Linked DNA regions of Zea mays: all the other regions are linked to region 1. A link is a contact called in public Hi-C data. All regions are on one chromosome and are shown on one strand. The core of a region is the stretch at or near the end of the contact, and the rest is flanking DNA. Distances in the headings are between cores, read along the strand shown. Region 1 has its middle 38 kb from the start of LOC100274910. Region 2 has its middle 13 kb from the start of LOC100275522. Region 3 holds the start of LOC100278900.

What was found. Hi-C and Micro-C count contacts between places; a contact is called where the count stands out from the background.
Region 2: a contact with region 1 is called in a Hi-C map of ear, with 2.6 times the contacts expected there. The contact joins two enhancer-like sites. A contact is called at or near these places in 5 of 25 Hi-C or Micro-C datasets (bundle sheath, ear, endosperm and 2 more).
Region 3: a contact with region 1 is called in a Hi-C map of ear, with 2.2 times the contacts expected there. The contact joins the promoter of LOC100278900 here to the enhancer-like site in region 1. A contact is called at or near these places in 2 of 25 Hi-C or Micro-C datasets (ear and leaf).

Annotation. Positions count from the first base shown.
Region 1 is chr3:22,960,327-22,964,554 of Zm-B73-REFERENCE-NAM-5.0, forward strand. No RefSeq gene overlaps it. Among protein-coding and RNA genes, the nearest start is that of LOC100274910, 38 kb to the right of the region's middle. Within about 2 kb of position 1,820, at least 20 of the 20 cell types and tissues checked have an H3K27ac peak or open chromatin away from gene starts, as enhancers often do. A contact at or near this core is called in bundle sheath, ear, endosperm and 2 more, where this site is marked.
Region 2 is chr3:22,742,524-22,746,751 of Zm-B73-REFERENCE-NAM-5.0, forward strand. No RefSeq gene overlaps it. Among protein-coding and RNA genes, the nearest start is that of LOC100275522, 13 kb to the left of the region's middle. Within about 2 kb of position 1,823, at least 19 of the 20 cell types and tissues checked have an H3K27ac peak or open chromatin away from gene starts, as enhancers often do. A contact at or near this core is called in bundle sheath, ear, endosperm and 2 more, where this site is marked.
Region 3 is chr3:23,119,172-23,123,399 of Zm-B73-REFERENCE-NAM-5.0, forward strand. It overlaps LOC100278900, which reads left to right and starts at 2,532. Exons shown (of 1, transcript NM_001152027.1): 1 at 2,532-3,209. The coding sequence starts at 2,606. The coding sequence ends at 2,917.

The DNA of each region.
Region 1 (4,228 bases), core at 570-3,069:
TCGCGTGCGGACGCTTCCCAAAAACCTTATTCACCCTCTCCCAGTGCAGGATCTCGAGGGCGAAGGGTTCCGGAGACCTGCTCTCCTGATCGCAGATACATGTCTGCGGTCGAGATGAAGAGAACTGAAGGCGGCTCAGCTGTGAAGAGAGGCGAAAACGAAAACTGGGATGATTTGGATGCTGGCTGCCAGGCGCCTTTTATAGGGCCGAGTCCGTGACCAGATAGCTACCTTCGATCTTACGTGCCCGCGAAAATCTCGCGTTTAGTTTAGATTTTATAGCGATCGGTTAGGATTCTAAACTTAACAGCCAAGTAACCAAAAATTCAAATGGCAAAAGAAAGCCACGCCCCTGTAAGGCGAGGGGCCGGATTTGGCGAACCATTCACGCGCATGTTAACTAGCTCTACTCCACTAGAACTAGCAATATGGTGCTATTGGTTCCACCATTCCCTAGCCATACACTTATATGGGCTTTTAAGATTTTTCTGGGATTTATTTGAATTTCTCAATTGAGCCTAGCCCATAAATCCTAATTGTCCTATTTTAAAGCAAATATACAAACAACATCAAGGAAAAAATAATCAAACTTGACTACTGTAACCAAAGCTAAAGCACCCCCTAAGTCTAAATATTAGCTCTAGTAATTAATTACTGCATTGATCTTACAGATACAGGTATATATAGAACTATTCAAGGCGTGTTACAAAACGTTTCGGTGACCTCATCCACCTACCTGGCTAAGTGTAACTCCAACAATATTATCTATTTATAGAGACCCATTTCACCATTTACCTACCCAACCAAAAAAACGCAATGCTTCTTCTATTTATCTGTCATTATCTCCAGCAACATTATTACCCATCCCAACACTCACATCGATAACATATCATATTTTTTGTTTCCTCTTCTCATCCTACCAACTTAGATCCGCTTTTTCTCTCTTCTTTTACTCAAACCACACGTAATAGGTCCCCGAGAGAGAAAACCCATATATATTTAGGTTTCCTTCCCCTTGCATCTCAAATGGGTATCTCCTTTAATTTGTGTCACTCTAGCTGGAGAGGTGTAAATATCGGCAGCGATCGGTGAGTATCTATTTTAAGTTTCGGTATCTATTTAGAGGTGCCCCATTAGAGTTAGCCGAGCTGACCTCCTTGACGTCGGTTTCCATGTAGTGATGCACAAATGCCTATCGATAGTAGAATTAACGAATTCCTACTCTCATTTTGACTACTTTATTTGTCATTTGATTCATTCAGGCACTGTGATTATAGACGGTTTTCTGTTTCCTGCGTGCGCTCCCCGACTTTTTTTTTTTGATGATGCATCTTATCTTATCGGCGGCTATACGTGGCGGGGTGAGCTCGCAAATAATAGCACACGTACAGGTACAGAGTACAGACGATGCGTATGCAAATGAGATATATAGCACGAGCGGTCGCTTTCGGGGTCATCGTCATTCTATATACGGCTACACCGAACGCGTAGATCCATGCGGACGTGGTAAAACTGGTATAGGCGCGTCACCGCGGCATGGGCCCTCTCCTTCACGTTAGTAGACACGGGGCGACATGGGAGCGGCTTTGGCCGGCTGGGTTTGGTCTATTTCCCACGGGCCACGGCGCCCCTCTTCACATCGTCACATGCGATGCGAGAGCGAGAGCGAGACGAGAGGTTAACCCCTGTTGAAGGAGGAGGAGGGCCCGCCCGTATCTTTTGCTGTGGTGGATTGGGGGACCACTCACTGACAGCGCGTGCGGCCATCCGCCATAGCCGTGGCTGCGCATGCAGACGGAGCGACGGGACCGCCCTGCTGCTCTGCGACCGGACGCGCGAGCCGAGGACCGGCATTATCCTGTAGTACCTGTTGATGCCGTGCAGTGCAGTGCCGCCTGTACGGTGCAGAATCTGACGGAGTCGTGGCCATGACCCATGGCCCATGGGCGTGGTGCTGTGCTGCTTACTACACGCTACCTGTTGCTCGCCTGTACCACGCACGAGCCAAAAACGGATTCCGTTCGCTCGCAAAAGCATATATCTATCTATACGATCGATCCATGGGATAACTAAAGAAACACCTGTATGGGTCATGGGTGGCTGGGTGCACGAAAACGAACGCCTGTGCTGCGTGGCTGTCTTCCGTGCGTGCCATTCCCCAATCCCCATTTGCCCATGGCCGTGCCAGTGAAATCTCAGTAGCAGTGGAAGCAGGCCGATAGCGCAGTTGTCCTATTAGCCCACTAGCTCAGATGTTGGATCCAGCATCATCCAATAGGCCGATAGCGCTGAATGGCTAGGCCATCCAGGTCACAGCCCAACTGAGGGGAGGGCCGGCCGGGCCCATGGTAGCCGGGGACTATGTAGTAGTAGGATGCGCGGCGGGCCGTCGGAAGGCAACTTGCCCAGCCTCTTGTTTGGAAATGCCCTTACAGCACCCTGAAAAAAAAAAGAGAAGCGGGCAGCCAAGTCAAGTATCACAGCAGGTGAGCCGTGGCATGGGCGCATGGCATTCGCCCACCTGTACCGGTGGCACAATTGCTCATGCAGCAGGGGTATTTGCATCCAGTGGTCATAACGCACGCTAAGTATCATATTGGTTCATTAACTATAGTCAACACCTCGTAAACGGTAATTAAGCCGGATGGACTGGGTCGGTCGGGTAAGGGCATGTACAGTGGAGAGACACCAAAAGGGTTCTCCAAGCACAGGAGACAACTAAGAGACTCTATTGTACAATGGAGTGTCTATAAACGTAGTCTATTAATAAATACAGAATTAAATGTATTTGTATAGCATCAGATCGATAGAACAGACGACAAATTCGTACAGTGGGAAGTGAGGCGTCTGTTGTTACTTGGTTTACGAGCCAGAGGCGTCTCTTCACGGAGAGACGGCTCTAAGATTTTTTTGCAAATAACCCCCTAAAACACCTTAAGAGCCCCCACATTAAACATCACTGTACATGCCCTAAGAGGGGAAGGAGGCGAACATTGCGACTGCTCGTATTGTCCGGACTCATGCGTGCGGGCACGCTAGGCCGAGTTCAGCTCTGCGTAATAAAAGTGTCTAGGTAGCAGCCTCACGCGGCCGCGTCATGACCGAAGAGAGTGGATGGATGTTGACGTCGTATGCTTCACCGTCACGCTGCTGGTGCTGGAATAAAAGTGCCATTCATTCACCTAATTAAACGTCACTTCCTCAAAGAAAAAAAAAAGAAAGAATAGTAGTAAAGGAGCGACGGGGCAACTGAGACATGGCCTTAGTTAAATAGAATGCTGTTTGGTTCGCAGTTTTTAGACCCTCGTAACCGCTCGCACCACTATGCTCTCTCCGTTTGGGTGGATTCGTTCCTCGAAAGCACTATCCAATCTCATAAGCTACACGTCAATAAACAAACAAAGTCCGTTTCCTATTACAATGCAGTTCCTCTGAGGTTACCGTTGCCACGGCCGAACCTAGCACGCAGCTCTCTTATGTAGCTCCGACGTTAGGAGCAGCTACACCTTTTGGCTGTTCCCGGATTCCATTCCCTTTGTACGACACGAACGAGTGCGGTCTATCCGCCCTCAATCGCGGTCGCGTCGCGGACGAGACGTCGCCACGAGCGTCGAGCAAATCCTCCTCGGCAACGGCCACCCGGGTGTGTTTGTTTCCTCGTGCTGGGTGATCGCGCGTGCTCCACTACACAACTCACTAGTTTGCAGCACTTTGTGCGGCGATGCTGGATCGATCGTACCACACCGCCACCACCAGCAACGCAACGCTACACGAAGATACTCGCGGCCATCCCATCGCTGCTCTGCTCATCATGCATGCATGGCGCGCTCCATTGATTTGTTGGCCTTTCCACTTGCATCGTCATTCATCATTCATGGGCGCATATGCATACCTTTATGGGTGTCTGATCCTGACAGCGTGGGCCTGCCTGGCTGGCTGAATGCATCTGCTGGTGCGGTGGCAGTTGTTTAGGGAGACCTTGACCTGGTGCTGGTGGCCGGGTAGGTATTGTTGTGGTCAGTGGTCACTGCTTCCCGGTCAATGCAAGGTCACGGGAAGGACTAACTAGAGAGCCAGCTCACCATCACCGTGGGGCCCCTGTCCTAGTGCGAGAGAGTGACAAACAAAACAAGCCACGCTCAGGCTGCTGATGTCCGTGCTACCGGCTGCGTGTGACGCCAGCGGCCTGAAGATAGGAGTCGTGATGTCACTTACTCACCGGACGGCC
Region 2 (4,228 bases), core at 573-3,072, 220 kb before region 1:
CCGAACCAAATCGTATTTGGGGGCAAGCAGTGTTTACAGGCGCTGTCTCTACGATTTCGGTGCTCGCTGACGTCGTAGCTTGTTTGATTAATCCTTACCCTAGAACCATTTAAAGATTGTTCGTTTCAATTTTACTTTTATGTTGTAAAATCTTATGAAACATCTCGTATAAATCAGTTTATATCTCCGGTCTCTAGAAGTTGGTTTATAAAACAAAGCTGGTTGAGAGTGTGTTGGACCCTGGTTTCTAAAAAACCAGGTTATAGCTTTTTTTTAATACACAGTGACTAGCTTATCCTTCCGCTATTTTTAAAAACCAGGGACTCGGGAGAGGAGAGGGTGCGCCGGTGCGGCGAGCGGCACACGAGAAGGACGGCGGTCCACCTCAACGTGTACTACTACCCTGCCAGTGGCAGCGCCAGTTGATGTGTCTCGCTTGCTAGCTCGCAGTCGAATGTTGGGCTGTCGGCCGGGTCGGTAGCTCAACTTGTTTGGGCGTAGGCGGCCGCACTTGGATGCGCGATCCGTGAGCATGAGGACATCTCGTGACCCGGCCGGCCTTCGCTTTTACGGACCGGCTGGGGACTGGCCGGCTGGCTCATGGTCCTTTGACTTGCATTGCATTAAACAAAGTCTAGTACTACTACTCTACCAGACTGGCAGCTGCTGGAGCCATGGTGGTGGCCCGGTGGGATGGGAGGTGATCGAACGGCCGGTGGGTCAGTGATGATTCGGTCGTTTGTTCGGTTCTTGTCTGAGCTGTTGCCAATCATTAGCGGGCGAACGGGAGTGTTCCGGCGGAGATTGCGCAGCCCTTTTTTCCAGCTAATTTCCCATGCCCGTAGCGGCGGGGAATAGATAGGACTATACAGCTCATCTATAATCTATTGCGGGGACAGCCAGTGCCAGGAAATCATTCTCGGAAGGATCCTGAAGCCAACCACGAGTAGAACAGCATGTCGACCTCCTTGGCATGGCAGAGGAGTATCATCACATCGGCTTATCTTTCGAGGACCGTTCCTTCCGATGAGATGCGGCAGGCAGAGGATAAGCAAAGGGGGTGGGGCCGCACCAGAAACTGATCTTTCGAACCGTACGCACGAGACGGTCGGCATCCATCCTTCCCAGGATCCGGATCATGCCATCCCCATATCCGCGAGACGTCAGGCACAGCCCAAGGTCGTCTGCCGCACGACGACAAACCCGCAGTGTCGGCAAGGCTGGTAGTCACTCTAGTACGAGTGATCACCCCCGCGCCCCGTCGCGTACGGACCCCCGGTTCGGCGCGCCTTGCCAGCGCAAGCAGCCACAAACGGCGCTGTCCAGCTCGCTGCTGCTACGACCGTCTCGTCTGGCGCCGAAAAGGAAATCCCTGGCACGTACCGCGCGCCCCCACTGTCAGGTACGCGGGCCGCTGGGCAGGCACAGGCAGGCAGGCAGCCCACGGGCGCTACGACAGCCGCGGCCGGCTGGCGCGGTCGGGCGCGCCAAAGCTTTCTCGGCTGGCGCGGTGGTGGACCACGGGCCGCGGTCACGTGACGGGTGTGCGGCGGGGATCGGGTACGAGAGGGAGCGCGGCAGTCGGCAGCAAGGCCGCGACGTGGCCGGTGGGGGAGCCACGCGACCAGCCACCTACCTGGGTTGCCGCCCATCCTCTCGTGCGCCGGCCGCCGCCAGTCCGTCACCCTCGGCGACGCTGCCAAGGAGGAAGGAGACGGGTTCTGGGATTGGTGATGGCGACGGGACGGGACAACGCCGCGCGGCCGCAGTGCCAGCCCGTGCAGTACAGACTACAGAGCGCCACGCCGCTCGGGATTGGTTCGGACTCTGGTTGCGGTTGCGTGCGTGGACGGACGGACAGGCCGACCGCTTGGCGTCATGCGAGCCCGGCCCTGCCAGGATCGAAAAGACGGATCGATCGCCTTCACGGTTCACGGATTTATCGTGCGTCAGAAAAAAAAAGAGACGGAAACTGCACGGCCCCTAGTACGTCCCCGCACCCTTCATTCCAATGGAGGAGTAGCAGTTTTCCCCACGGTAAAAAAAAAGATGAAAAACTATCGGACACGCTCGCTCATGCGGCGACAAAATAAACAAGTACAGTACGAGCCTCTGCCCAAGACACGCTGATGCACCCAGGCTGTAAAGATCGGTTTCCGCAGGCAGCTGCACCGCTTTTGAAGCGAGCGTTGATGATGGGTCGTCGCCGACAGGAACTGTACCAATATCAGCCCCGGATCTCGATCGCGGAGACGAAAAGGCTGCTGGGTCAGGTCAGGTCAGGCGCGGCACGCGGGAGGGGAAGCAGGCCTGCGACGTGGTGTGCATGCGCTGCCGCGGCTCGATTTCATTTCATTTCATTACGGTACGGGACGGCGCCTCTTTTCTCGTCACACTTTTTTGTGGACGGATTGGTGTCGTCAGAACGAGGCCCACGACGCACAGTGCAACTGCAGGCCTCGGAGACAGACAGACAGACAGACGGGAGCCCAGTGCAACTGCAGGCCTGGCCTCCGCACTGCGATCATCTCGTGTTGCGAAGGAGGACCCACTGCCCACGCGACGTGACTTTTTTTAAAAAATAAACTGTGGCAAAGGCCTTTTTTCTAGCGGAGCTGCAGAGTCTGGCCGAGGACTGCACGGATTCTGCGGCGATACGATAGCTTTTCGGCGCGCCTCACGCCGGCCCTTGCGCTGTGCGGGATGCAGGCTCGCGCCGAGGGAGCATGGTGCTTGTCAGCGTCTCTTCGTCAGGGTTTAGGCTAGCCGCAGTCGAGAACGGCAAGGCATACGCTATACGGTTCCAGTTGCGAAATGGGCTGCAGCGACAACTCGATATGTTACGCTATCTTCGAGTAGGGCAACTGAAACGCCAAATCTGGAGTTCTGCAGCAGCAGGCTTCCACGCTATACGGCAGCAGCAGCAGGCGTCTGTCGCTGGATAATAGGGTGGGGATAAAAAAGTGTGGGAAAAAATGATAGAATATGGGGTAGTTGGTATAGGATAGATATTTAGGGTGAATATGAACGCGGAGTATTATAAGATAGAGTAGAGAATCTCGCTGACCAGGATGAAATATTCCTTTTAGAGTAGAAATTTAGGGTTCCACGAGTGCGGATAGCCTTACCTGCCCCCACCGTAAACCGGTCGCCACCGATATCTAAGGCTATCCGCACTCGTGGAACCCTAAATTTCTACTATAAAAGGAATATTTTATCCTGGTCAGCGAGATTCTCTACTCTATCCTATAATACTCCGCGTTCATATTCACCCTAAATATCTACTCTATACCAACCACCTCATATTCTATAATTTTTCCCCACACTTTTTTATCCCCACCTGCATGCATCTGCCTCCGTGGCGCCTCTCGTTCTGGCTCTCTCCGTCTGGCCGAGCACGCGAAGATGGATAGAGTTGACGCCGTATAGCGCTGTATATAGCGTTTCCAGGTCCCTACTGCATGATAGCGCATGCGATTGAGTATTTCGCTGCAGCTCGTTTCTGTCATCGAGTTACGCTATCGGTATATAGCGTGGGTGATAGAGTGCCCAGTGCGGGCAGCCTAATCACTCACGATTCGTCCATATAAACCGGTACAGACCAGCTAATTCTAAATTTGAAACATTTTTTTTTTAAAATTCGCTCGATTTGTCACCGATTTGACCATTTAATCGGTTCCATAACTGATAAACCCACAGCAACTATGGCCAAACCGAACCAGTTGTTTTTTTGACACATAAAAGCACATTTAGATGACAACAATTGAATAAGAAATGGTCCAAAGGTTATGGCAACTCCAATAGCGACATTTAGTAGTTCAATACATGGTATAGTTTTATAGTTCACAAATAACGACGAAGATAGAATATACCTTGTCGGTTAAGATCAGGGGCGGACCCAGAACAAAACAAGAGTGAGGGCACACTTATAAGGAGAGACACCAAAATATTAAAGCGAGGGCATCTCAATTAAGCTCAGCAGGAGACTTAATGGTGAAAATCTAGACACTAATACTTGTAACAAAGCAATGAGCGAGGGCCTAGGCCCTCATTCCCTTGTATGTAGGTCCGCCCCTGGTTAAGATTATTTCTATCGTTGCATATTTCATTGATCGTGTGTCATACTATACTCCTCCGATGAGAGCAATATAATACATTGCTCACGTATCAACTCTGGCTTGTACTACGCCCCCAAATCTACGCAACGCGGTTCACGCAGAAGTCGTAT
Region 3 (4,228 bases), core at 1,282-3,781, 160 kb after region 1:
ATGGATTTATCACGTCATGAGGCTCAACTCCCAACGTTGACAAGGCCAACTATGCATGCATCGTGATCAGGTGCCTCTCGCGTCTCGCCTCGCCTCGCCTCCGAGCGACCGCATGTTATGATTTTTTTATTTCTTTTTCGTGGCGACCAATTGAGATGGTGGGTAGCTAGATGACACTGATTTGGTGCCGGCCGCACCGGCCATTCCCAGCCACGCATGTGTTGATGTGCAGCAACTTGCAGTGCGGCTCCAAACAGCGCCACCAATAGTTTAATTGCATGACCGTCCTACGTCGTACACCTAGGTACGAACGACAAGATTGGACCAATGGATCCGCTGGATAGTCAGCATCCGCGTCAGGTTTTTTTTTTTAAAAAAGGAAAATCTAAACATCTCAGCTAAGTTTAGTTTGCGAAAATAAATAGTAGTACACTTACGAAACTGCTTTCCAAGGGAATTTAACATTCAAGCTTGACATATATAAAAAGTAATTTATGGTCAAAATGCTCTTACATTGCTACAATTTCCATGTATCATTGAGTGTAGAGTATAAAATATAAAGACGTGTGTTTGTTGGCTAGGTGAATGCGAATGTAGGTTTGGAGTCAATAACCACAATTCAAATCCTCATTTCTGCATAATTTTAGCTTTTTTCGGAAGCAAAAGGGTAACACATGACATTGGTGGAACGATAGGAAATGATGCTAGATGATATACTTCTTGTGTTCTTAAATATAAGCTATATCTAAGATTTTAACATCATCCTAAATTAGATACTTCCTGTCATATGTGCCCATCTGTGTCAAATTAAAGGTCGAAGTATCTGGATAGTTCGACTCTATCAACATGTGCACATCTTTTAAACCATCAATGTATGCCTTTGCACAAATGTCTTTTATAATCGGTAGTCAAAGCAATGACATGCCTTTTCGAACTATTCCTTCCTAGATAATTAAGCAAGTTGACAATCAAAATAATGCTAGTTGGTAAGGAATAAACGAGTATTCAGCTAGATTCCTTATTATGTGGTTATAAATCTGTCCGTATATCTTGTATTTAAGATGTTGTAGTTCATACACAGTCAAATTAAAAAAAACATTGTTACTTAATTGAGAGTAGAAGGAGCATTGAACTAATGCTGGAAGGACAATAAAACCGGTCTCGTTTCATAACAGTTTTATGTCATTAAATAGGTTGACATGGTACGGTATAGGATATGTGAGGAGAGAGAGATAATGAAGTTTCATGGGATGAAAATGAGTTTTATAGGATTAAAACTCACCTAAATTCAGAGACGTAGTCATGATTTTTATTTAGAGGGGCCAAGACATGTAACTATAGTTATAATGTGAATAAATAGAATATATGTATATATACAATATGCAATAGTCACTAGTCATAACAATTAACACATATATACACTAAATATATAGTAAATATTAACTTTTTATGAGCTAACTCTTTTATTTTAGCCATAGATATAAACTACAAAACAATTTTTCTTTTTTGTTAGGCCCGCTAGCCACCCTATCTACGCCACTACGTACCGACATTGTTTGCAATGCATAAAGCTTTAGAAACTAAAACATGAAACCTTCCACTGATAAGGTTCTCTCTTAGTTACTAAGGTCCTGTTCCAAACCTATTAGTTCAGCTTAGAATGAGTGAGCTAACGAATCAGCTAATTGGTAGTTATATATCTCAAATAGCTATTAGTTGCTAGCTGTTCCAACCCAACTAAAATCCGCTAACAACTTATTAGGTAACTAATAATTAGTTCTAGAGGTTTGGAACGGGACCTAAATAAGTCAATTACTAAAGTTATTTAAGTTATCTTATGGTACCAAATTAGCTAGTACCATTGAAAACACCACAAACTATATTTTGATATTGTACTTATTTGGTATCAAATATTCGTTTATTATTATTATTTTTGGTTAAGACAACTTTAGGAATTGGTTTATTTATTAGGAACAGAGGAAGAGGAAGACAGTAAGTAGTACTCTCTCCGTTTCTGATAGTTCGATTTTGCACTATCCAGCGACAACTAAAACGAAACGGAGGTAGTATTATTTATAATTACATTTGGAGAAAGGAGGAGTCGTCGTTGCACCAGAAGATCGAGGTGGTCCTGGAGATCTGGACTGGTGGATGGTTCCTGTATCTTGTTAAGACGCAGTCAGGCATGCATTGACCTATATAACCAGATACTTAACTGTGTAGGAACTTAATTTACAAGCGTGTTTTCTAGTTGGGCGTGACCAGGATCAGCAGGCCGGTACGCCCTCTGAAAGAGAGAGAAAGAAAGAAAGAAACAGACGACACCACGTCGTCACTTTCTCATACTAGTAGCCTGTACTAGTATATGATACTACCGAGCAAGTCCTCTTGGAGCGCTAGCTTGAGGCGGCATTACTCCTTGATTCCCGCTGCCCGCGCACATTATTTTGTATCGGTGCGGAGAAACGGAATGGCCATCAGCGGCGTGCAGGCGCAGCTGTTTTGCAGCTAATCCTTCTTCCTTCTTCCTCCTTCCTCCTGCTCCTCTCTCTGTCTCTGTCTCTCCCTTGCAGAGCTGGCTGAGAAAGAGCTAGCACAAACGTCGATGCAAGCGACGAATAAGAGACCGCAGAGAAGATACCCTGTGGCACCCATCGTCATGTGCCTGGTCCTGGCGTGGGCATCATGCCTCCACGGCGACGACACTAAATTATTAGCGGCCGCGGTTCCATTGCCGCGGCGTCCAGCAGCAACAAGCAGCGTGGCCGCCGCAGGGGGGATGCCCGTCGTCGTGGGCTACCGCCCGAGACCTCAAGCAGGCGCCGCCGCCGGCCGCTCAGCACCGCGTTCCACCGCCTGGATCGGAGACGACAAGCGCCAGATTCCAAGCTGTCCCGACGCTCTCCACAACAGGTAGGGTCGAAATCCAAGCACCCTGGCCTGGCCTGGCCTACCCCGTGCCCGTGGTAACCACTGCTTAATTAGAAGAGAGAGTGTGTGTGTGCGCGCGTCGCTATGTGTTTTGGTTGAATTAGTTCAAAAGTATCGTCATCTTACAAAGCTGCTGCAACAGTATGCAACGCTGAAGATCGGTGAGCAGAACCACGGTGGCTAGCTCGATCTCTTGTGCATCTCGCATTATGAAAAAAAGTGTGTCTTTCTGCGTTGTTTGATTCAATTTGTACATGTTCCGCCGGGAGATACTTTCACTTGTAGTAGCCATATATTTGCATGAGCTCAGGTTATCCACCACCACTGGGTGGGTGTTTTAGCTCAGTTGACATTATTGTCCACTGCAGCATGAATCCAAGATGAAGCTTTCGCACATGGTGCTATCGATCGTACGTTCTGTGTCTGTCTAGCTCTAGAGCGGTTACGTATCGTCAATGGTTAAGGTAGTGTTGGAACGGTTGGGACGATGGAGCAGCTCATTAATAGGAGTGGCTCCGTCCGAAAGATTTGAGGGAGCATGATGGTTTAGGATTTGAATATAACTTTTCAAGATCACTTTTTGTTCTCCATAGAACTAATTCAAACATCAATAAATTAGAAGCGGAGCGACTCATCTCACTATACTCTGAAACCAAACACTAACTAAAATACGTGTGTGCGGACCAGTATATTACGCATACTTATTTCACTGGGACAAGTCTTTAGCCAATAATTACTTTGTTAGTACTCCTACATATATAGTTTTTATTTGTATAAAAAACTCTTGCCTCATGCTTTTGAACCACACTGCTAGGACGAGCCTTTACACAGTATTCACGACGACATTCTGGAAATATTTTATTGACGAGTGGATCTGGTCACTGGCTCCAAAAGCTTCCTTTGGAGAGCCAGTAGCTGATGAGCTGCCACACAGACATTGACGCTCGATCTGAAACAGAAGTAGATTGGTGTTAATGCAAGCTGTATTGTGGTTGTGGACTCGATCGGTGGCCACGGCGGGTGTGGGCGTGGGCCTTGAGTTCAGTGGAGTTTGGGGTTCCTACAAAGAAGAGGCCATCATTTGCATCTTCGGAAGAAAAGAACCCTTTCTGGCGACCCGGTTCTGTTTGTTTGTTTGTTCGTTGGTTCGTTCTCATCCTCCTCTCAGAGCAGGCGCGCGCGCGGGATCCATCAACCATCATGTTGTTGTGGTCTCTAGCGCGCTTGTGTCTGCTTGCATGTTACTCGGGCGACTGTTGCTCACATGTACAAGGAACACCGCGTGCTTTGGACGGTG